Linked DNA regions of Mus musculus: regions 1, 2, 3, 4, 6 and 7 are each linked to region 5. Evidence: chromatin contacts called from public HiChIP or PLAC-seq and promoter capture Hi-C data. All regions are on one chromosome and are shown on one strand. Each heading gives the region's core, a stretch centred on a gene start, on an enhancer-like site or on the middle of the called end of the contact. The rest is flanking DNA. Distances are from core to core; before and after follow the strand shown. Region 1 holds the start of Dpm3 (dolichyl-phosphate mannosyltransferase polypeptide 3). Region 2 holds the start of S100a6 (S100 calcium binding protein A6 (calcyclin)). Region 3 has its middle 4.7 kb from the start of Gm23269. Region 4 holds the start of Scamp3 (secretory carrier membrane protein 3). Region 5 holds the start of Atp8b2 (ATPase, class I, type 8B, member 2). Region 6 holds the start of Efna3 (ephrin A3). Region 7 holds the start of Hcn3 (hyperpolarization-activated, cyclic nucleotide-gated K+ 3).

Region 1 (2,855 bases), core at 341-2,840, 700 kb after region 5:
ACATGGTGGCTCACAACCATCTGTAATGGGATCTAATGCCCTCTTCTGGTGTGTCTGAAGATAGCTACAGTGTACTCACACACATAACATAAATATTTTTTGTTGTTTTTTTGTTTTTCAAGACAGGGTTTCTCCGTGTGGCCCTAGCTGTCCTGGAACTCACCCTGTATACCCGGCAATAAATCTTTAAAAAACAAAAAACAACTAGAAGTTAGAAAGATCCAGGAAGTCCTTTTAAAAAGAAAAGAAACCTGGCAGTGGTGACACACGCCTTTAATCCCAACACTTGGGAGGCAGAGGTAGGCGGATTTCTGAGTTCGAGGCCAGCCTGGTCTACAGAGTGAGTTCCAGGACAGTCAGGACTGCATGGAGAAACTCTGTCTCAAAAAACAAACAAACAAAACAAAAAAACAACCAACTTGAAAGCTGTGAAGAATGGAAGGAAGTTAGGGACCCATGCTTCCTGCGCAGCCTTGTATGGGAAGCCTCGCAGCACTTCCAAGGTTGAAGCTGAAGCGGGAGGACCACAGGTTGAGGGCAGCCTGGGTAGCACGACAGGGTTGGTTGTAAGCCAGGTTGAACTACTTATTAAAACCATATATATTAAAACCATATACACAAGTAAACAAACCTGTTTTGGGGATATAGTTCAGTTGTGGACTTCCAAGTTTGAAGCCCAGCATGACATAAACTAGTCTAGTCATGGTGGGTTTAGCCTGTAATTAGAGACGTTAGAATCGAGATAATCCACAGCCATATGGCTGGGGTCAAGGCCAGTCTAGGGTACATGGCATCCTATTTCAAACAGAAAAAAAATCTTGAGAAGGGAACAGAACACCATCAAAATGCAAAGCTAAGTAAGGCCTGGTAAGGTGGTTCTCCTGCCCCCTCACCTCTTGACCTCTAGTATATAGAATCCCCATCCCACCCCCCACCCCACCGCTATCCTCCATACTCAAAACTACACAAGATTAGAAAATAAAACTGCATTTTAATGCGGAATGAGGAAAGATGTCCAGACTGGAATGGGTTTAGGTGTCAGAAGCGCAGCCCCCTGCGTGCTAAATCAGCTCGGGCCTCCACGATCTGGCTCTGCAGCTCTCGGGCAGCGTCCTCGCAGTCGTGAAATGTAGCTACGCGATAGCCCACCGTGCCCAGGGCATAGCAGCCAGCGGAGACCAACAGGTAGGCAGGCAGTGGCCACAGGACCTCTCGGCAGGGGAAAGGCAACTCCAAGCCCAGTGCTCCCATGGTCAGGGCAGCCCAGGCAGAGCCCAGGAGAGCCAGTCCCCAAAGCCACTGTGTTAACTTCGTCATGTTGGCTGCAGGGAGAAAAATCAAAGCTAAGGGTTCTTTCTACCGATCCCCGCTCTGCATCTGACATTTATTCCCAGTCTCCGCCACCCATTTCCGTCTTTCCACTCTGCCCGCCACCTAAGCGTACCTCCGTGTGCCGCGCTGACAAGGCCCGCATCAGCATCCGGAAGTCCCTTTCTACTACCGCCCTTTTTCCGGGCTGCCTTCTGGGAACTGTAGTTCTTAGGACAATTTCGGCCGCGCTCAGATCCAGGTTGGTTATACACTGCTCTTCGAAAATCTGAGTTCAGAAGAGTTTTTGCCGTTTTGTTCTGGAGACCCACATCGATACCGGCTGGAACTTGTGGACAATCGGAGGATACCCCGAAACGCTGCGTTAAGATGGGAATGTTACATCGCCCCCCTTAAACTAGATTCTCCAGTGCAGAAAGCCCACTCATTCAATTATTCAAGCATTCTTCCAACACACCCATCAATCAGCAAACATGAACAGGCCGCCTCACACCTGCTAGGCAAGTTCTCAACCACTGAGCCCTTTTATATTTTGAAACAGGATTTTACAGAGTACCCGGAATAAACTTGAACTCCAGTCTGAGATCCTGTCTTGAAGAAATAGGCTGGTCATGTCAAATTGAACTGCAAATCACAGGCCCATATACCTGTGATTCCAGGGCAATTCAACAGAAGAAGAAAGAAGACCATGACCATTACAGGATATGATAAAGGGTTGGTTGCTAGGGGATGGAGAGGTGGCTCAGCAGTTAAGAGCACTGGCTGCTCTATCAGAAGATCCTAGTTCAATTCTCAGCACCCACATGACAGCTCACAGCTGCCTGTAACTCCAGTTCCAGAGAATCTGACACCCTCACACAGACATACACGCAGGTGAAACATCAATGTGCATAAAATAAAAAAAAAATTTTTTTTTAATAAAAAGGGGTTGGTTGCCTTTAGGTAGCAATAACAGTTTAAATAAAACAAGGGGGTTTTCTTTGGCTTGATTTTTGGTTTGTTTGGGTTTTAAATCTTTATTTATGTGTGCATATGTGTGTCTATCTGAGCGTATACTGGATACATTTAGGTGCCTGCAGAAGCCAGAAAAGCTGGAGTTACAGGTAGTTGTGAGCTGTCTGACACTGGAGCTAGGAACCAAACTCAGGTCCTCTGGAAGAGCAGCAAGCACACTTAACAGCTGAGCTGTTTCCAGCCTGGTTGGTATTCGTTTTGTTTTGAGACAGAGTCTAATGTAATGTATTCCAGGCTGGCCTAGAGCATGGGATGTAGCTGAGGATGGCCCTGAACCCTTGTTACTCCTGCCTCTGCTTTCCCAGTGCTAGAATTAAATGTGTGTGTTACCAAACCTTCCTTAAAGCAATTCTGTTGTTGGAAAAACGAGTAAATGAGGAGTGAAAAAGTCCTGAGGACATCCACATGATCCCAAGGCTCAGGAGGCAGGGCTGCTCCAAGTTCAAGGCCAACATGAACTACATAAGGAAGGCCCTGATTTAAAGGGAAAAAAATCTAGTCTGAGTGGATTG
Region 2 (3,239 bases), core at 387-2,886, 650 kb before region 5:
TGGGCCAATGAGCTACTACTCCCAGAGTTTAACTGTGACTAAGACCACTGGATGGTGGGTCCAGCAGCAAGGCAGGAAGCAACTGGAAATCAGTGGGAAGCCAGAACACATGAGTAGGCATAACAAAAACGAAATATTTATTGTATAACTACCCACCACTGGATTTGACCGAGAGAGGCCCCCGGAAGTCATCTCAACGGTCCCATTTTATTTCAGAGCTTCATTGTAGATCAAAGCCAAGGCCCCCAGGAAGGCGACATACTCCTGGAAGTTTACTTCCTGATCCTTGTTACGGTCCAGATCATCCATCAGCCTTGCAATTTCAGCATCCTGCAGCTTCTAATACATTAAGAAGGAGAAGTCCACACTCAGTGGTGGCCAACACCCTAGATTCCTTACCCCTTCCCTGGAAGTCCTCTCTCAAACAAGTGCTCGTTGGGACCAAAGATGGGCCTTCAGCTTGGGTTTACCTTGATTTACTCTCCTCAGCCCCTGCTCCTCCCTCAGGGGACAGGGCAGCATGGAGGCATACGAGCATCCCTCCACAGGAAGTAAGATCAGGAACTGTGATTAAATGCCACTCAGATGAGAGGCAGGAGGGGGAACCGGGACAGGGGCTACTCACGGAGCCAATGGTGAGCTCCTTCTGGATCAACTCCTTCAGCTCCTTCTTGCTCAGGGTGTGCTTGTCACCTTCCTTGCCAGAGTACTTGTGGAAGATGGCCACGAGAAGGCCAATGGCCTGATCCAGAGGGCATGCCATGACTGATCACTGGGCTAGAAGAAGCTGTTTGACAGAGGGGCTAGTCAGTGCTGCTGATAGCAGAGAGTTCTCTCACCACCCCCCTGCCTGAGGCAGTCAGTCTCAAGCCAACACAGGTGGCAGCCGGGGCAACTTAGGTGAGGGATATAAGAATGGAAGGGGCTTTGGGATCTGTGAGCACTGTCCTCCAGGGCTTCCAAGAGAACTAGGGCATATGACTGAGCAAGGAAGAGAATGGAGAGTGCCCCTGGGCACCTCCTGACATAGCCACACACTGGGACGATGACACACCCAGGGCAAACCCTCCTGCACCCCAGAAGAGCAGACTCAGGTTGCCGCCCCATAGGGATGCATTAGCCTCTGGGTTTGCCTGATACAACCCACCTAATCATGGCTCTCCCTGCCTCCCTGGGCTCCGAAAACTTGGATCCCAATGCATTCCACCCACTGAGCCTGCAGAGGCTGACGGGGGAAGGAAGTGGCTTAACCCCTTGCCCAGGAGCAGAAAGACCCTAGAGGGACCCCCCAGCGAGAGCTCACCGCACGGTCGACAGCGAAGCGCCAAAGGAGTGGTCGAGGGGATGGAATGTGTCGCAGTCTGGCCGGCCTTATAGTGGCCAGCATCCGTGAGGTCCGCCCAGGGAGTGCTGGCACGCCCCGACCCCACCCAGCGCCTGAGGCAAGGCAAACGAACATCCCAGCCCCCTCAACTTTCCACGCCCCTGTTGCCTGGACTGTCCAGGATTAGGAGCGGAATGAGGGAGTTTAGCGGGCCCTAACGGGCCCAAAGGAGACCAGTGCAAGCCAGAGGCATCAAGTTTTCTCTAATTCCGTGTTTAGTTTTCCCTTCTGGCACGTGACTCGAAACTCTGGCTTGTGTGCTGAACCTTCTGCCAGCCCGAGAGCAGTGTCCTTAAAGTTAGCATCAGTGTGAGGGGGACTGGGAACCACACTGATGCTGTTGCCCTCTAGTGGCAAGGTCCCCAAGTGAGGGAGGGGAAGCAGTCTGTCTACCACATCCTCTAAGAAATGGTTCTCACTCAACCTGACTAATGCTGCGGCCCTTTAATACTGTTCTTCAAGTTGTGGTGGTCCCCCAATCATAAAGTTATTCTCGTTTCTACTTCATAGCTATAATTTTGCTACTGTTATGAATCTTAATGTGTATATCTGTGTTTTCAGATGGTCTTAGGCAATTCCTGTGAAAGGGGTCTCAACCCACAGGTTGAGAACCACTGGTCTAAATCTTGATATATAGCTAAAGACGTTGATCCCAAAAGGTAGAATTTTGAGCCTTGTATCAAAGGGGGCATGGGGAAAGAACACAGTCTAAAAGATTTTAAACAGCATCCCCCACCAACCATAAATTTCTAGCAACATCACTCGCCTCCTCCCACTCACTGCCTGGATTTTCATCCTTAGAGCAGCTTATGCATGAATGTGCACATAGTAGAGCCAAGCCCAGCGAGCATTCTCAGTTACTCATCTCAAGTGAAAAGTTTTGAACATTTTCTCCTGGGGTGGGGGGGGGTAATGGGGAGGAGTCTTGAGAAGAGGAAGTTGGTAGGGTGTGGGGAGGGATTAGCATCCTGAAGTCACTCTTCAGTGAGTAATGGGAGGGGTGTTCCTGGAAGGGAGAGGAGAAGGGCTCCTGGGGTGGTCTCCTGCGGGCTATCCCCAAGTCAGACCTGCGGGACCATCACTGCTGGGCCACAGCCCATCCCTCTGGCCTCCTAGCTCTCACGGCCTTTTCTCTTGTTTTCTCTGCATCTTTGCTGTCTGGGCAGCTTTGTTATTTTACAGGAGTGCAGAACAAAGTCAGGACACCTCCAACAATGTCCATGATGAAGGACTGCCAGTGAAGAGGGATGAGAGCCCAGCTCCTGCTATCCACAGACCACCTGTGTGTGGCCCAAGGCTTAGTGGTCCAAAATGTCTGTTCTCCCCTGCCTCAGCCAAGACACAAACCACCTTAAAACCAGTGCGTGTAATGGATAAGGCTTTATTTCTCTGCTGGAAGGATCCATCTGGGAGAAAGAGAAGGGCAGGGGCCATAGGAGGGGCAGTTAAAGAGGCTGCAGAGGTCAGGATCAGGAGCTGCCAGTGTCCTGGTCATTTGTTGTCCTCTAGGAAGAAGTCATTGTAGGCCATGCACAGCGTGGTCAGGAACACAGAGTACTCCTTGAAGTCAATCTCCTGGTCGCTGTTTTTGTCCAGGCTCTTCATCAAGTTATCAATGCTGCTCTCCTTCATCTTCTACAAGGGCCCAAGAGGAGGAGACTACTCAGCAGCCCAGCCCCAGCCCACACCTTTACCACAGGACCATATTCCAAATGAATTACAGTAGGAAGGCTTAGTCTAGCCTTTGCTCCTGGGACATCTTCCCATCCAAAGAAATAATAATCTGTAATTCATACCAATTCCTACTGAAAACAGCTTGAGGTCTGGCTATGTGGCCCTGAGCATCATCCTGAGC
Region 3 (2,828 bases), core at 98-2,597, 770 kb after region 5:
GGCTGAGGCAGATGGATCTTTGAGTTTGAGGTCAGCCTTTTATACAGAGTGAGTTCCAGGATAGTCAGTGTGACACAGAGAAACCCTGTCTTAGAAAGAAAGAAAGGAAGAAAGGAAGAAAGAAAGAAAGAAAGAAAGAAAGAAAGGAAGGAAGGAAGGAAGAAAGAGAGAAAGAGAGAAAAAAAGACAAATTTTACTATGTATCCCGGACTAGGACAATCTAAGTAGGTCAGGCTAGCCTCAAACTCAAAGAGCTCTGTCTGACTCTGCCTCTCAAGTGCTGAGATTAAAGGCTTGCATAACGATGCCCAGATCACCTCTTTTTAAAACCTTTCTTGTGTTTTTTGGTGGGGCAGGAGAATGATGGCACCTGTGTGGAGGTCAGAAGACAACTTTGTAGAGTTTGTTTTTTCTTTCTGTGTTTACAGTGTGTTCCAGCAATGGTTGAGCCTTTTGGCCCGCCTTTCATCCCCTTTTAAAAATTAAACTTATATTCTGTTGTATTTACTTAATTATTGTATGTGAGTGCATGTTCCCAGGTGCACGCTGGCAGCCACATGAGTGAGTAGGCTTCCTCTTTTCCATGTTAAGTATTTTAGGGACCAGACTTAAGTTGTCTGGCTACTACACAATAGCGTACTCCCTGAGCCTTTACCTTTTCTTTATTTGTAAAACACAAGTCTTTTTGCAACTGTTTTGGTTTGTCTTTGTAATACACAGCATAACTAAAACACAACTTGAGGAGGAAAGGGTTCATTTCATATTACGACTCCCAGACACAATCCATCACGGGGGAAGTCAGGTTAGGAGCAATAGCAGAAACTGGAACGATGACTGTGCCCCATGGTTTGCTCTGCTAGCTTTCTTAAACCCAGGACTACCTACCTATCCAGGGGTCGAGTAGTACCACCCGGTGCTCTGGATCTTATTATCATACCAATCAAATATGAAAAATATGCTCCACAGACTAATCAAACGGAGATGATTCCTTAGATGAGGGTCTTCCCAAATGTCTAGGTTTGTGTCAAGGTGACAAAAACTAACTAGCACAGCAACTAATAATGATAACAGGATGGTTCCGTGCAAATGCTGGAAAGGAAAAAGTTAACGCACCAAACTCAGGCAGAATTGACCAGTATCAATTCTGCCTGAGGTCTAATCAGAGAAACAGCAGCCCCAACCGGAGGCTAAAGGAAATCACAGCAGCCAAAGGCAAGTGGGCGGGACGCCATACGGGAGCGGGGCGTGGCGTGAGGCGGGGGTGGGGCGAGGTGTAGTGTGAGGGTGGGGCTGTGGGAGGGGCCTGAGACGAATGAGGCATGAAGATAGAAGTTACTAGAGGCGAGGGCTGGGCGTGAGATTCGTCTGGGGGAGCGTGAGGTGGGCAAGGCGAGTTTCCCTCAGAGCCTGCTGGGTTAGAGCTGCAGTACCAAAATGCGCAGGCGCGAAACTGGAGGCTAAGCTTTCGGTTTAGCGAGGAGGTTGAGGCTCCTTAGAAAGTGGGATCCCAGGCCTTCTCTTTTCATTGTTTCTCCTGGGACAGAGTCGTGTAACTGACCCGCGTTGTTCTTAGTCTATAATGTAGACTACACAAACAGGGGTTGAGGCGAGGGTGGCTGATGCGCCACTGTGTCTGTAGGGCCAAGCACTGCGAATAGGTTAGGAGAGGCGATTGGGTTTGCACAGTGAGCTTACCCTGTGCGATCGGATCAAGATTCCTGAGTTTACTCCTTAAGGAACCTCAGCACAGGGAAGATTAAGTCTCCAGAAACTGCCCTGGTGAGGCAAGGTTCTTTACCTCCTACTTGTTTTTGTTGTCCTGGCTGCATACCAACCCTTCCTGAGGCTACACTCTCCTTGTGAATTATTCAAGAGCCCTTGCAGCCTGATATCATCTCTGGGCCGTGACTCTTCCTTTTCCCATTCCTGGAGGGCATCTTGCTGTTCCCGCAGTAGTAAGAACCTAAAACTCTTTAGATTATTTTGCTGCCACTTTGGGGCGGTTTTGGTTTTAATATTTTGAGACAGGGTGTCCTGCCTGGCCTTGAACCCTCGATTATCCTGCTGCCTCAACCTCTCAAGTGCTCAGTGAGAGCCACCAGGACTGGCATACTAAATGTTAGCTAAAGATAGATACGCTGGGGGCGGGGGTGGGGTGGGGTGGATAGATACACTGTGTTAGGTTCAATGAGCAAATCCCTGATTTGGAACTTAGAGTCTAGGGTGATGCTAAAGGCGGGGGTGGGGAAGTGTGCTGGAGAGATGGCTCTTCCAGAGGACCCCAGGTAGTTTGTAGTATCCACATCCAGTATCTCCCAGCTGCTGCTAACTCCACCTCCAGGGGATACCAGCTCTCAAGTGGGTATACACGTAATGAAAATACATCTTAAAACTGAGCATAGCCCACCCCTGAGTAAAGCAGAAAAACAGGTAGATGTCTGCGCATTTGAGGCCAGGCTAGTCTACATAGGAGTTCTTGGACAACCAGAGCTATGTAGAGAGACTCTGTCAACAACAACAATAATTGTGATGGTTTGTAAATGCTATGCCCAGGGAGAGGCACTATTAGGAGGTGTGGCCTTGTTGGAGTAGGTGTGTCACTGTGGGTATGGGCTTAATACCTTCACCCTAGCTGCCTAGAAGTCAGTATTCTGCTAGCAGCCTTCAGATTAAGATGTAGAACTCTTGAAAGGTGGTGGTGGCACAGGCCTTTAATCCCAGCACTTGGGAGGTAGAGGCAGGCAGATTTCTGAGTTTGAGGCCAGCCTGGTCTACAGAGTTCCAGGACAGCCACGGCTACACAGAGAAACCCTGTCTTGAAAAACCAA
Region 4 (2,782 bases), core at 7-2,506, 790 kb after region 5:
GGGGACTGGCTGAAGTCAGGTTTTAGTCTAGGCTGCAAACTGAGCCTTTACCCATTAATCCATCTGACTCTTTGTTTTTTGAGGCAGGGTCTCACATGCCATCATGGTCTCCAACTTGTTACTAGCTAAGGGTGACTTCTTATACACCTGCCTCTACCTCTCAAATGCTAGGATTATATACTCGGGCCACCATACTGGGTTCATGTAGTGCTGAGGGCTAGGGTAGTGCACTTGGTAGGCAACACTCGACCAACTGAGCTACATCCCCACAGCTCCCCCACACCCTTACTTTCTTTTACTGCCCTCCTCATATGCCCTCTGATCGCACGGGTTTCTCAACTATGACTAGCCCCAACCTTGATGCTCTTCAAACAAGTCTTCCCTGGACCGACTTCTTTAACTCAAAACTAGATGACCCTTTTGTCCGAGATTAGGTTTGGCTTGGCTAACGTCTCTCGGGAAGCTAAAAGCACACCACTTCATCATTTGGTTGCATTAACAAAGTCCCCAGGATGCTCAGACAGAGCTCATGGTACACTCGGCTTTCCCTGCTCTTCTGTGCTCCCTCTAATTGCTCACCTCTCGGTTCTCAAAGGGGTTGTAGACGTCCAGCGTGGCATACTGCTGGCTGGGTCGGTGCTGGATCACAGCTGGGTCCTGAGAGCAGAGACGGGGCTCAGCGGGCAATCGGTGTCAAAGGAATTCCTAGGAACTTCCCGAAACTGCTCGTGGTTCCAAGTACTGAGCCTTTGGTGCCACGCCGTTGTTCCCAACATTTGCCTTCAAGTCTATCACTCTACATAGCTAGAACCCGCTCATTAAAGGGGCAGAGCCCGCAACCCTTTAGCTCCCCATGTTCACTGGTCTCGAGCTACCGCCACCTTCACATAGCGACACTTCTACCCTGGGTCAAAAGTCACAAATGGGAATAGCATTCCGACCCCACAGAACAGTATGCAGACTGGCCAAAGAAGGCCGGCGCAAATCACCTGAAAGGGATTGTCAAGCTCGCCGGAGTCGGGGAATGGATTCCCGGTGTCTCTGCTCTGAGCCATGTTTGCAAGTGAACCCGGCCGCCCCTGCCCTACACGCCCCTGCCCCGGCAGTACGGCGGTGGCGGCCCAAAGAACTCCCTCCGGTGTGCTTGGTCCACTCGCTTCCCTGTGCTCCAATTGGTTGAAACAACCGGAAGAGTCGCGAAGATTCCCGCAGCAGCAGTGGACTGCGCCTGCGCCTCAGTTGGGGGGGGGGGAGGAAAAAAAAACCCAAAAGCGGGAAGTACCGCACGTGATATCCCTAAGCCAGTCTCCGCAGCCCAGAGTCACACTTCCTCCACGTGACTTCCTAGCAGGCATGAACTACATATCCCAGGTAGCTTCATGTTAAGCAGCTCAGAAGGTATCTTTGCGCACAGGTTAGTGGCGGGAAGCTCAGTTTTCTTCACGGGTTTCTGGATCTATTGAAGGGCATAACTTCAAGGCTACTGTCACTATCCATTTATTTACAGGGCCAAAGCTATTTCCTGACATTCACTACTCTAGATCACACAAGTTCTACCTGATTGCATCTACTTTAATTTTTACTACCTCAGAATACAAAGTGCATATAAGTGACTCTAAGTTGGCAGGACAAAGAGGCCTTTATACCCAAATTCAGATGGCTACCAATTATTTCACTCCTTCACCCCAGTACCCTCGAACCTCAAATTCCAGGGATTGGGGGGGGTCAGATGAAGCATGTCATTTTATTTCACAAAGACTGTACAAAATCCCTTATAAAACATGGGGTAGACACCACCTGGTTACGTCATTCTGCCCCCCATCCACCTCCACATGAGGGGCAGATGAGGTTGGGAGAGTGTAAATAGTAGTATATACATGTCAGGGGTTGAATCGATAGGTACAAGTTCTGTCATATTTACACTATTCCACATATTCACAGGTACAAAGGAGCCAGGGGCTGGAGAGAGGGCAAGTTCTGCCTCTGTTCTTTTGTATAAAAAAGCACCAGTGTCCTGGATTGGACACCCACTGCTACACAAGGAGCAGGGGGCCCAAAGCCTAATTGTCACCGACTGATATCCCGACTGGAGTCCCACAACTTGGTGTTGGGTGGCTCAGTCCGAAGGCAGGCGAAGAAAGGATGCTGAAGGGCTTCACCTAAGGTCAGCCGCTTAGCAGGCTCATACTCTAGCATATTTTCAATCAGATCGAAGAGCTGGTGGTGGTCCTCTGCCTCTGAGGTCAGATACCGCTGGTGGAGGGCAGGAAGAAGGTAAGGCAATGCCTTACAAACTTCATTCTCTTTCTTTCCTTTTCAAGACAGGGTCTCACTGTGCAGTCGAGGCTGTTCTGGAGCTACGCACTGCAGCTGACTTGGAACACCTGCCTCGGCCTCACAAGAGCCTCTCGAGTGCTGGGATTGCAGGCCTGTGTCACCTACGACTCCCTGCTTCCTCTAAAGCCCCACTTTTGCTCTTTAGAAAAAGAACCAAAGTTCGGCTTGCATGGAATTTGAAAGCTACCTTATCACAACATTATGTGGTCATAATATTTCTGATATTACAGCTCAACCTACCTTCCCACTAGCACAATTAATCCTTAATATTCTGTTTTACTTGTATATACTTGTCAACCTCATGACTCTTCCTTAGCTCCACATTAAAGTGTAAAGTGTAAGCTTTTCAAAGGTAGTTTATTCTTTTCTGTCTGCTTTCCTCTGGTTGTCTATAGATGAGGTTATCTGTGAACCCTCGATCTCCTCTGTCCACCGTTGACCAAAT
Region 5 (3,070 bases), core at 217-2,716:
ATCCTGAGGATTTAGAACCATTTCCAAAGGTGATGGCATCTCAACTCAAGGCTTCAGACTTGGTTACTCTAGCTCAGCTGGAGTGTAAGCTGTGACAAGGACCAATCTTATCCCACTCTGCAAGAGCACCATGAGCTGGCCAGCACGCAAGACAGATATTCTTTGTATTACTATGCCAGACTAGGACACTTCTGTTTACCACTCCTGAAGGACTCCAGACTGGTCTTCTACCCTGGGAGCTTCCAGGCACGCAGTTCCTTAAAGGAGCCGCCAGAGGGTGTGCACGCTGGCTTTGGGAAGGTTTCTAGAATCGGGTGGGTGGAGGGATCCTAGGATCCTTTGAGGGGTAGGGCCTGGGAGCTTCTCGAGAGAAGCTTGGTTTCCTCTACTCTCCCTTCTTCACTTTTTCGTCTTAAGACGAGGTCTCCCTATGGAGTACTGAAATCTTCTATGCAGACCATAACGGCTTTGACTTCAGCGTGTTACTCAACACACCTAACAAGAGTGAATCTTTTTTTTTTTTAATGGTTTTTCGAGACAGGGTTTCTCTGTATAGCTCTGGCTGTCCTGGAACTTTTTGTAGACCAGGCTGGCCTCCAATTCAGAAATCCGCCTGCCTCTGCCTCGGAGTGCTGGGATCGAAGGCGCACGCTGGGACCAAAGGCATGCGCCACCACGCCCGGTTTAAGAGTGAATCTTTTTAACAAACAAAACCCAGTTTAAGTTTGACTCGGAAGTGATGGAGCACGCCTAGGGTCTCTGAGAATTTCAGGCCTTTCAGAGCTACATAGTGAGACATCCCCTCCCACTGACTCAAAACAACAACAACAACACAACAAAACCACTCGTACTTTGTGGCATTAGGGATTTGATTTAGGGCCTAGGCAAGGGCTCTGCCTCGGAGCTATCTTCCTGTCTTCTGGCTGCCAGCTCGGGAAATCTCTACGTTTCCTACCTTTGGCCTGACAGGAGCGCCAACGACCTCAGATAGTTCTTCGAGGTGTGTGTGTCCGCGCGCGTAATATACCACCCAAGGGAATGTGGTAAGGGGCAAAGTCAACTACTTATCGTCAGGAGAACCAAGTGGAGAAACTGAGGCACAACTCCCAGTCAATGCATAGCTGTGCCTTTTCAGGAAGTGAAAGGCCTTGAGATGAGCCAGGGCGAGGAGGGAAGCACAGCAGAGACTTGGGCTAGAGAGAAGTGTGCTACGGGGCTTCTTCATCACTACTCCCGCATCAGGCTCCTCCCCGAAGATGGTTTCTGGCAGAGAAAGCAGCATTCGCTCGGTTTCTGGCTTCCAAAATAAAGCAGCAGCATCCCAGCGTCCTCCAGCCTCGCCGATTGTGTGCGTGTCCCGGCTGGAGCTTGGGACCCCCCCCTTCCCTACGCACCAAGATGGCGCACGCCGCGCCCCTCACCTCCCCAAAGCCCCTCCCGCCCCCCGCCCGTGGCCGCAGCCGTCACTTCCGCCCCGCGGCCGAAACTGACACAAAGTAGCGGGCCGGGGCCCCGGGGGGGTCAGGAGAGCCGGGCTGCTGTGGGGGGGCGGGAGCCTGCGGGCAGCGGAGCCGAGCGCCCCCGCCCCAGCCCCCGGCATGGGCCGGACGGGGCCGCCGGGCCGAGCGCCGCGCGCGGAGCGCTAAGGTAAGGCGCTGCCACCGTGGGGCCGGGGGTGTGGACCGGGAGGGTCGGCTCTGGGAGGCGCGGGCAGCGGTGCCACGGGGAGCGGCTGTGGGAGGCTGGAGAGAAGGGCTACCAGGATGGAGAGAACCGGTAGCTGTGCGCAAGCTGGGAAAATGGGGCCCCGAAGGGGCGTGCGGAGCTGGGGTGTGAGGAGTAACCTGGTGCCAGCCTTTAGGTGCCTAGAGAGGGAGTTTGGGGCTGATAGGATTTGTCCCGGGAAGGTGGAGGTCTCTCTGTGCCCCAGGAAAACCAAGGGTGCCAGGGATGTTAGCTTTGGGAGCTCAGAGCTGTGTGGTGGGTCCTGGATACTGTCCTTGGAGAGGGAAGGAAGGTGGCCTCCGGTATTATTGTTTTCTCCTGTCTCGTCTATCTGCTAGCTTCCCCTGAAAAGGCTCTTGGTTGGAAAGGAGCGGAGGCCAGACCCAGAGGAGGAGTCTTTTTTCCTTCGTGGAGCGCTGCCTCTTTCCCATGGCTGGCTATTTTTATCCCAGATGTGGCTGCAGAGGGGGCTGGGGTAGGGTGACGGGGCAAGGCGACGTGGCTGGTGGGCCTAGTCGGTTTAGAAAACCAGGATATCCTGAGAGGGGGACCTTGTTACTGCACCCCTCTCGAGGATTGGGGCCAAAGTTGTTCTCAGTCTCCCCAGGGTCCTAGAGGTAAAAGTACTTTCCTGATCTGTATCCAGACTTGACGCTTGATGGTCAGCTTGCTCCACTGTTAACTCTTTCCAAGAAGGAAGACCCAGATGTTAGGGCTAACGATGCTTGATAGCCTCCCACTCGAGTGGGGCTGGGTAGGAGCCAGCAATGCCCACCCTGCATCCTCTCCTTTAGCGTCTGGTTCCACACTCCACCCTCCCCGTGACTCATGCTCTAGATTGGGTGGAGACCCTGGCTGGGGCCCTGGAAGAGGGTTTGGCATCGCCAAATTGTTCATGAGGTTTTTCTTCCAGAGCCAAGGGGGCAGCCACTGTTGCTTGCCACAGTTGTGGAGAGTCAGGAGTGAAAAGGACTTAGTGCCCCTCAGGACTGTCTGCTCTGAGGTCAAGGAGGGAGTGCACATTAGTGAAGGGAGAGCGGGAGAGGATGGCTGGGCTAGGACCACAGTCAGTAATTACAGAGATTGGGCAGACAGGCAATTAGTATCTCTTGGGACTGACAGGCTAGAGGCAAGGGAACTAAGGAGGGGCAAGGCTTTCCATCTGAAGGAAGAGGAGTTTCCTGTGGCCTGGACTTACACCTTTTTAGGAGAAAGTACATGAGAGGGTGGGAGGAAGCAGAGGCTCTCTTGAGCCTGTTCTTAGTGTCATTCTGACTGGAGTAGACTCGGGGTGAGAGAGAATGGTGACCCCTTAGCAGGACTGGGAAGACCTCTCTGATGGCCC
Region 6 (3,088 bases), core at 148-2,647, 640 kb after region 5:
ACTGTGCATGCGGTGCCCTTCCCCCAAGGCAGGCGTGTGGTCAGGGCCTTGTACTGCCAAAGGTAACTGACTGAGGTGCTGCTATCTTTCCTACCTCTTGAAACACAACAAAACAGCAATGTGCCTGCCTCCCTGGGCACAGGTGCTGTGGGTTCTAAGAACCCAGTAAGGCCCGGTTCTGCTTTGTCTTTCAGTCTGGGCTTCTGGGAAAGAGACAAGATAAGGGGTGAATGCCTAGTAGATCTGTATTCTGGATCCCTCACAAAGAGGGTCAATCACATGGGAGAAGAGTGTGTCTGTATACGTCAGTGTCTCTGTCTAGGGGCCTATGTTTACACCAATTTCTACTCTATAGGCACCTTGTGTGCCTAGATTGGACTGTATGTCAAGTGTCCATTGCTCCTGTTTCTGGATATGGACACCTTTATTTTTTTTCTCTCCCATCGCTGTGTGCATGTCATCTTTGTGCCTGTATGTCCCTAAGAAGACAACTGCTGTGGCAAGTGCTGGAATATAAGGTGCCCTCTGTCCTTAGAGAAAGCATCTATGGAAGCAGGAATGAGCGTGCCTAAGGACATCACTGAGGGAATCGGAGGCAGTGAGGGGACCTCTGTGGGCTTTCCAAGAAGACTGCTCCATTCCTGCCTGGCTCCAACTCGCCTTGGCAACTCACCACCACCAAATACCTTTGCCCTGGATTACCATAGAAGGCTTAGGCTTTTTTTTTTTTTTTTGAGACGGGGCGGGGGGTGGGGGTGGGGGGACACGGTCTCGCTGCGTAGCCCTGCCTGGCCTGGTACTTGTTACACAGACCAATGTAGGTGCCCTCGAACTCACAGAGATCTGCCAGGCTCTGCTTCTAGAGTGTCAGGATTAAGGAAGTATAGCTACTGTGCCCAGCCCCCAGAAGGTGACACTCTGGGCTGAGGTGTTCTGGTTTGGCTTCAGGTGAGGGCCTTCAGGCAGCCAGCTGTTAGCTCTTGGTACCACCTGAAGGCTTCCCCATCTTGTGTCCATTTAACTCCTTGCACACATGGAAAGGGGTGGAGGAAGTAGAGGTCCGATATGGGTCTACTCTTGCTTATTCCAGACGTAGATCTTCGCTCAACGCCCCCACACTCTATGGAGAAAGGTGTGGACCTACACCAGATGTATGTCCAGGTCTTGGCTTCCAAATCCTTCTGTGAACTCCAAGCTTGGGGGACCTAAAGACGCAAACCTCTGCAGCAAATCACCTAGGAGAGAGGAGAGGCGCGTTGTTCCTAAAGGGGCTACACAGTATGGGTCGCCCACGCGCGGCGCGCTCTGGGCTCAAGTGGGGCGGAGCCCCGCGTGAGCGCGCCAGGGGCGGGGCTTCGGGGGCGCGCCCAGAAGGGCGGAGGGAAGGATTGTGGGCGTGACTAAGATTGGGGGCTGGCAGCGGCGGCAGCAGGGAGCTGGGAAGCTGAGAAGCCGGGAGTGCGGGGCTCAGTCGGGGGGCGGCGGCGGCGGCGGCTCCGGGGATGGCGGCGGCTCCGCTGCTGCTGCTGCTGCTGCTCGTGCCCGTGCCGCTGCTGCCGCTGCTGGCCCAGGGGCCTGGGGGCGCACTGGGAAACCGGCATGCGGTATACTGGAACAGCTCCAATCAGCAGTGAGTCGGGGACCCGGAGAACCCGTGCGTCCCGCGTCAGTGATGGGGGAGCTGGTGGGCCCGAGAAGTCCTAGGGGAACCTGGCAGCAGTCCTGGGAGACAGGCTTGGTACCGAGAGGCGAGGGAGAGGGGACGCACTATGTGGGCGTCTGTGAAACTCGGGGGTGTCTGAGAGAAGCTGTTGGGGCATAGTAAAGAGCGCTCTGGCCGTGCGGAGGAGGCTGTTGGGGGTCCCTAACCCCATCTTGGTTTCTCTCCACACTCGCCAATGGAATAGTGTTCTCTGTCCCGTAGTCTCCCCCACCATCCACGCTCCTTTTGGCTAGGTTGAAGTCTGTGAGTACCGGTGTGCTAGGGATAGGCCGCTGCGTTTGGGAGCTGAAGGATGACCTGTTTTCAGCCTGTAATGTTGATGGGGTTCTGCTTAAGACTCTTGGTTTTAAAAGTGGGGTTCGGCATTAAGGCAGGAACTCCGATTCTCCACCTCCTCAGGACGAAGGGTAAGGGGTTGCTCTGGTTGTGTGAATAAGCCCTGCTGGGGTGAGCCGGGCCAGGGTCGCGAAGTTGGGGGGCCCTAGGAACGCAGGGTACTGGTGAGAAGGAAGAAGGCAGAGATGTCGGCATGTCACACACACACACACACACACACACGCACACACACACACACACACACGCACTGAAGCTAGGGACGGCGTATGGCACTGAGTGTGAACGGGCGTGCGCGGCTGTCAGTGTGCGTGTGTCTGTGTGTGATTTGTGTGTCTGCGTCGGCGACCGTCTAGGGGTGGGAGCGGGCGGCGGATCGGGGAGGGGGCTGCGGTCGGTGTCCGCGTGGCCAGTCTTGTCTGGGCTGGGGTGGCTCTTGGCGCCGCCGCGGTCTGGGCGGGTGTCAGGGCGGCCGTGTGGTTTCCTCCGGTGTGTGGCGCGGCGGCTCGGTGCCGGCTGCCGGACCGGGCCATCATTCTGCACAGTCCTTGCTGCCCTTGTCTTCTCCCTGCCGAGCTGTCGTGTGTATCACTCTGGCCACCTCAGTGTATTGGTAGGGGGATCCCTGGGGACACGGGGATCACTGTCACACCTGCCCGGGCGGTGGCGGCAGCTTTGCTTCTGACTCTCCGCCCTGGGGGCCGACTAGGGAACAAATGGTGAGACCCCAGGGGAGGGGACCTGAAGGGCCTCGACCACGACCCCCAACCTTCCGGGGGAGGGGCTCCTGCTTGCTGCTCTGCTCTTTGTTGTTTGGGGCTCTGCGCCTCCCCCTCTTTCTCCTCGCGCCCAGAGTGTCAGACTGGGGGTGGGGATGAGCTAATGACGCCCCCCTTTCGCTTCCCATGGAAACCTCGGGGGTGGGGTTGCAGCCCCTCCCCCCCGGAGCGGGACTCCATCCTCCCCGGGGGGCCCCGAGGGCTGACTCCCCTGCTGTATCTATCTTGCTCATCCCCCCCTTAAGATTTACAC
Region 7 (3,099 bases), core at 454-2,953, 800 kb after region 5:
CTCTCTAACTCCAGTTCCGGGGCCTCTAGTGCCCTCTTCTCACCTCTGCAGGCACCAGGCACACACACATGGTTCATAGAACAGACATAGGAACAAACCCCTCAGACAGATAAAGTAAACAAATACAATTTATAAGTAATTGAAAGTTGCTGAGACTAAGTTCAAATTTTTAGTGATTGGTAAGTTTCACTAAGGAGCTTAAATGTATTTCTTTTTTCTTTCTTTCTTTCTCTCTTTCTTTCTTTCTTTCTTTCTTTCTTTCTTTCTTTCTTTCTTTCTCTTTTTTATTTTATGTATAATATAAAACCAGAAGAGGGCATCAGATCTCATTACAGATGGTTGTGAGCCATCATGTGGTTGCTGGGAATTGAACTCAGGACCTCTGGAAGAGCAGTCAGTGCTCTTAACCACTGAGCCATCTCTCCAGCCCTTAAATGTATTTCTAAAATGGAGACACTTGGAAGGACTTTAAGAAAACTGAACAGTGTCATGTGGATGTAGAAAGTGTACTTGGAGACTGAAACATGAATTTGTCTAGGAGAATTTGGTGAAGACTTCTTTTTTTCTTTTGAGACAGTCTCTTTATGTATCCCTGGTTGTCTTAGCACTTACAATATAGCCCAGGCTGGTGTCAAATTCACAGAGATCCACTTGCTTCTGCCTTCCAAGTACTGGGATTAAAAGACTGCAACACCAAGTCCAGCAGACTTTGAAAATTATTAAAAACTTCTGAGACCAGGTAGAGTGGCACACATTTGTAATCCCAGTGCTTGAAATTCAGAGGAAGATCAGAAGTTCAAGACCAGCCTGAGCTACAGCCCATGTCAAAAACAAAATGTAAACTTCTTGAAATAATTTAGTTGGAGATTATGACGGTTTATCTCAGGCAGTGGCTGTAAGAAGAGGAAAGAAGCTGGGTGGTGGTGGTGCATGCCTTTAGTCCCAGCACTTGGGAGGCAGAGGCAGGCGGGTTTCTGAGTTCGAGGCCAGCCTGGTCTACAAAGTGAGTTCCGGGACAGCCAGGGTTACACAGAGAAACCCTGTCTGAAACAAAACAAAACAAAACAAAACAAAACAAAAAAGTTGTTCTACACGTAAAGCTCAGAAAGGCATGTAGTATGGTATTTCCTTGGTTGTTGATCTGTTTATGGAGATGAACCATTGACTTAGCTAAGATTTCTGTGCTCAGTTTTGCATCCTCAGCATGCACTCAGTGAATGGTTTTGCTAAAGGTTGTCTTAATGAATTAGGAAACACATACTACAGAAAGCAGTTTAGAGGATCTCTGGCATAGCAAGACTCCTAGGAGAGTGCTGAGAAAGGACATGGTCAGAACAGATTCCCATTCTGTCCCTGACCCTCAGGAGGTCCCCAGGCTGCATATGCCCTAGTGAGTTTCCCGCCTCCAGAAGCAAGCTGAGCACTCCCACCACACAGACACACAGACACACACACAGACACAGACAGACAGACAGACAGACAGACAGACAGACACACACACACACACACACACACACACACACACACACAGCACCCACCCACCCTCAGGACCCCTAAGCCACGCCCTCTCGGGAAAGTGTGGGCAGCAGTTGTGCCAGCGGCCCGCCCCGCCCCGCCCCGCCCAGTCTCACGCAGCCCTCGCCAGGGGGCGCAGCTCTCGCACGTCTGTCGCCTGCACACGCCCCCTGTGCCCCGGGCGCACGCGGGTCGGAGCTCCCCTGCCTGGGCTGCTCTCCCAGAGACTTGCGCGCCCGCCATGGCCCTGGACCGGTTGGGGAGGCCCTACGAGTGAGGGCAATCATGGAGGAGGAGGCGCGGCCGGCGGCGGGGGCCGGCGAAGCGGCGACCCCTGCACGCGAGACGCCTCCTGCGGCTCCGGCCCAGGCCCGCGCGGCCTCAGGTGGGGTGCCGGAGTCTGCGCCCGAGCCGAAGAGGCGGCAGCTCGGGACGCTGCTGCAGCCGACGGTCAACAAGTTCTCTCTCCGGGTCTTCGGCAGCCACAAAGCAGTAGAAATCGAGCAGGAGAGGGTGAAGTCCGCCGGGGCCTGGATCATCCACCCCTACAGCGACTTCCGGTACGGGGGGCTCAACGGGGAGAGCGAGGGACACCAGTGCTACCGGCCGGGTGGAGTCACCTCCCCCAACCCAGCCTGGGAATTCCTAGGCGGGTTTCCCCGAGGTCCTCAGTGTTTTGTCAGGTTAGGGAAGCATAAGGGACAGCGAACATCAGGTAATCTCCGAGGACTTAGTGCACCCAATGCAGGAACCTCAATGACCACAGAGAGCATCGGAGTTTGGAAACCTTGCCTCTTTTCAGTACTGTTTTCTGGGGATGTGGGAAATTATATCATGCCCCAAAGCTTGGAGACCTGAGGAAGAAGCCTAGTTCCACTCTCTACCACGCTTTAACCACACACCGAGCACTTGCCCAGTTCAGTAGAACAGATCAGGGACGCTGGGAACGCTGGAGAAGAACAGGGGTCAGTCGGGTCCACAGCTCTGTTTGCTGTCCGTGGTGCTGAAGGCGGAATGCGGCTGGGCGGGGCGGGTACTCAGAAAGATTGGGAAGGAAAGCAGGGGCTCAGCCACCGCCCAGGTGTTTCCCGGAGAGAAAAGGGACAGAGAACTGGGATGTAGCCATTTCACTGTCCCCTTCAGGCTGTACGTCTACATCAAGGTCGCTAGGGGAGAAAATCAGCCCTGCCCTTGGGGACAGTGAAGGACAGCTTTCAGTTGAAGAAATGAGGTGTGTCTCTGGAGCTTGGAAACACAATCGGAGGCCCAGACAGTATCTTCCATTCTCAAACATTCACTCCCTGTAAATAGTCCCCTATTCTGCGTTGTTCTTTCCAGTCCTCTTTATTCTTTCGCTCTCACCTGCCTATCTGTTCTCCAGCAGATCCCCTCCCCTCCCCCAGTTCACCCTCAGACATATCCCCAGAAGCCATATCCCCCTCAGAGTTGTGTTGCTTCGCAGTCCTCTACCACATCACCCGCTGGGCTTGTGACTGCCTGTGAGTCAGGCTGTGAAGATGCTCTGATGGCGCGGCCAACCTTTCCTCCTCTCTCCCAGTGTCTCACAGTGCAAGATTTCTCCTC

The links. Promoter capture Hi-C pulls out the DNA fragments that hold promoters and counts their contacts. HiChIP or PLAC-seq counts read pairs in DNA pulled down with a chosen protein or histone mark.
Region 1: a contact with region 5 is called in an H3K4me3 HiChIP or PLAC-seq map of forebrain, with 7 times the contacts expected there. The contact joins the promoter of Dpm3 here to the promoter of Atp8b2 in region 5. A contact is called at or near these places in 4 of 39 promoter capture datasets (cranial neural crest, embryonic stem cells, hippocampal neurons and 1 more), 1 of 115 datasets of contacts at active chromatin or transcription factors (forebrain) and 1 of 9 other capture datasets (adipose tissue).
Region 2: a promoter capture Hi-C map of pre-B cells shows a contact between it and region 5, with 5 times the contacts expected there. The contact joins the promoter of S100a6 here to the promoter of Atp8b2 in region 5. A contact is called at or near these places in 3 of 39 promoter capture datasets (cranial neural crest, pre-B cells and stem cell-derived epiblast-like cells).
Region 3: a promoter capture Hi-C map of pre-B cells shows a contact between it and region 5, with 2.6 times the contacts expected there. The contact joins the enhancer-like site here to the promoter of Atp8b2 in region 5. A contact is called at or near these places in 6 of 39 promoter capture datasets (the C10 cell line, cranial neural crest, embryonic stem cells and 3 more) and 2 of 115 datasets of contacts at active chromatin or transcription factors (forebrain and memory CD8 T cells).
Region 4: a contact with region 5 is called in a promoter capture Hi-C map of pre-B cells, with 4 times the contacts expected there. The contact joins the promoter of Scamp3 here to the promoter of Atp8b2 in region 5. A contact is called at or near these places in 4 of 39 promoter capture datasets (cranial neural crest, embryonic stem cells, hippocampal neurons and 1 more) and 2 of 115 datasets of contacts at active chromatin or transcription factors (large pre-B cells and memory CD8 T cells).
Region 6: a contact with region 5 is called in a promoter capture Hi-C map of liver, with 5 times the contacts expected there. The contact joins the promoter of Efna3 here to the promoter of Atp8b2 in region 5. A contact is called at or near these places in 14 of 39 promoter capture datasets (the 3T3-L1 cell line, the C10 cell line, cranial neural crest and 8 more), 2 of 484 Hi-C or Micro-C datasets (cerebral cortex and embryonic stem cells) and 4 of 115 datasets of contacts at active chromatin or transcription factors (embryonic forebrain, embryonic stem cells, forebrain and 1 more).
Region 7: a contact with region 5 is called in a promoter capture Hi-C map of pre-B cells, with 2.9 times the contacts expected there. The contact joins the promoter of Hcn3 here to the promoter of Atp8b2 in region 5. A contact is called at or near these places in 5 of 39 promoter capture datasets (the C10 cell line, hippocampal neurons, liver and 1 more) and 1 of 115 datasets of contacts at active chromatin or transcription factors (large pre-B cells).

Annotation. Positions count from the first base shown.
Region 1 is chr3:89,265,196-89,268,050 of GRCm38.p6, reverse strand. Dpm3 (dolichyl-phosphate mannosyltransferase polypeptide 3) reads right to left here and starts at 1,590. Exons shown (of 2, transcript NM_026767.4): 1 at 1,445-1,590; 2 at 972-1,322. The coding sequence starts at 1,317. The coding sequence ends at 1,039.
Region 2 is chr3:90,611,291-90,614,529 of GRCm38.p6, reverse strand. It overlaps S100a6 (S100 calcium binding protein A6 (calcyclin)), which reads right to left and starts at 1,636. Exons shown (of 3, transcript NM_011313.2): 1 at 1,304-1,636; 2 at 626-787; 3 at 116-339. The coding sequence starts at 763. The coding sequence ends at 208. It overlaps S100a5 (S100 calcium binding protein A5), which reads right to left. Exons shown (of 3, transcript NM_011312.2): 3 at 2,750-3,019. The coding sequence ends at 2,876.
Region 3 is chr3:89,195,155-89,197,982 of GRCm38.p6, reverse strand. No RefSeq gene overlaps it. Among named protein-coding and RNA genes, the nearest start is that of Gm23269, 4.7 kb to the left of the region's middle. Within about 2 kb of position 1,347, at least 351 of the 459 cell types and tissues checked have an H3K27ac peak or open chromatin away from gene starts, as enhancers often do. A contact at or near this core is called in forebrain, memory CD8 T cells, pre-B cells and 1 more, where this site is marked.
Region 4 is chr3:89,175,865-89,178,646 of GRCm38.p6, reverse strand. It overlaps Scamp3 (secretory carrier membrane protein 3), which reads right to left and starts at 1,256. Exons shown (of 9, transcript NM_011886.3): 1 at 990-1,256; 2 at 580-657. The coding sequence starts at 1,055. It overlaps Gm45927 (predicted gene, 45927), which reads right to left. Exons shown (of 19, transcript NM_001310017.1): 12 at 580-657. It overlaps Clk2 (CDC-like kinase 2), which reads right to left. Exons shown (of 13, transcript NM_007712.4): 13 at 1,560-2,253. The coding sequence ends at 2,068.
Region 5 is chr3:89,961,734-89,964,803 of GRCm38.p6, reverse strand. Atp8b2 (ATPase, class I, type 8B, member 2) reads left to right here and starts at 1,466. Exons shown (of 28, transcript NM_001081182.3): 1 at 1,466-1,647. It also overlaps the pseudogene Aqp10-ps.
Region 6 is chr3:89,321,248-89,324,335 of GRCm38.p6, reverse strand. Efna3 (ephrin A3) reads left to right here and starts at 1,397. Exons shown (of 5, transcript NM_010108.2): 1 at 1,397-1,630. The coding sequence starts at 1,503.
Region 7 is chr3:89,158,761-89,161,859 of GRCm38.p6, reverse strand. It overlaps Hcn3 (hyperpolarization-activated, cyclic nucleotide-gated K+ 3), which reads left to right and starts at 1,703. Exons shown (of 8, transcript NM_008227.1): 1 at 1,703-2,075. The coding sequence starts at 1,801.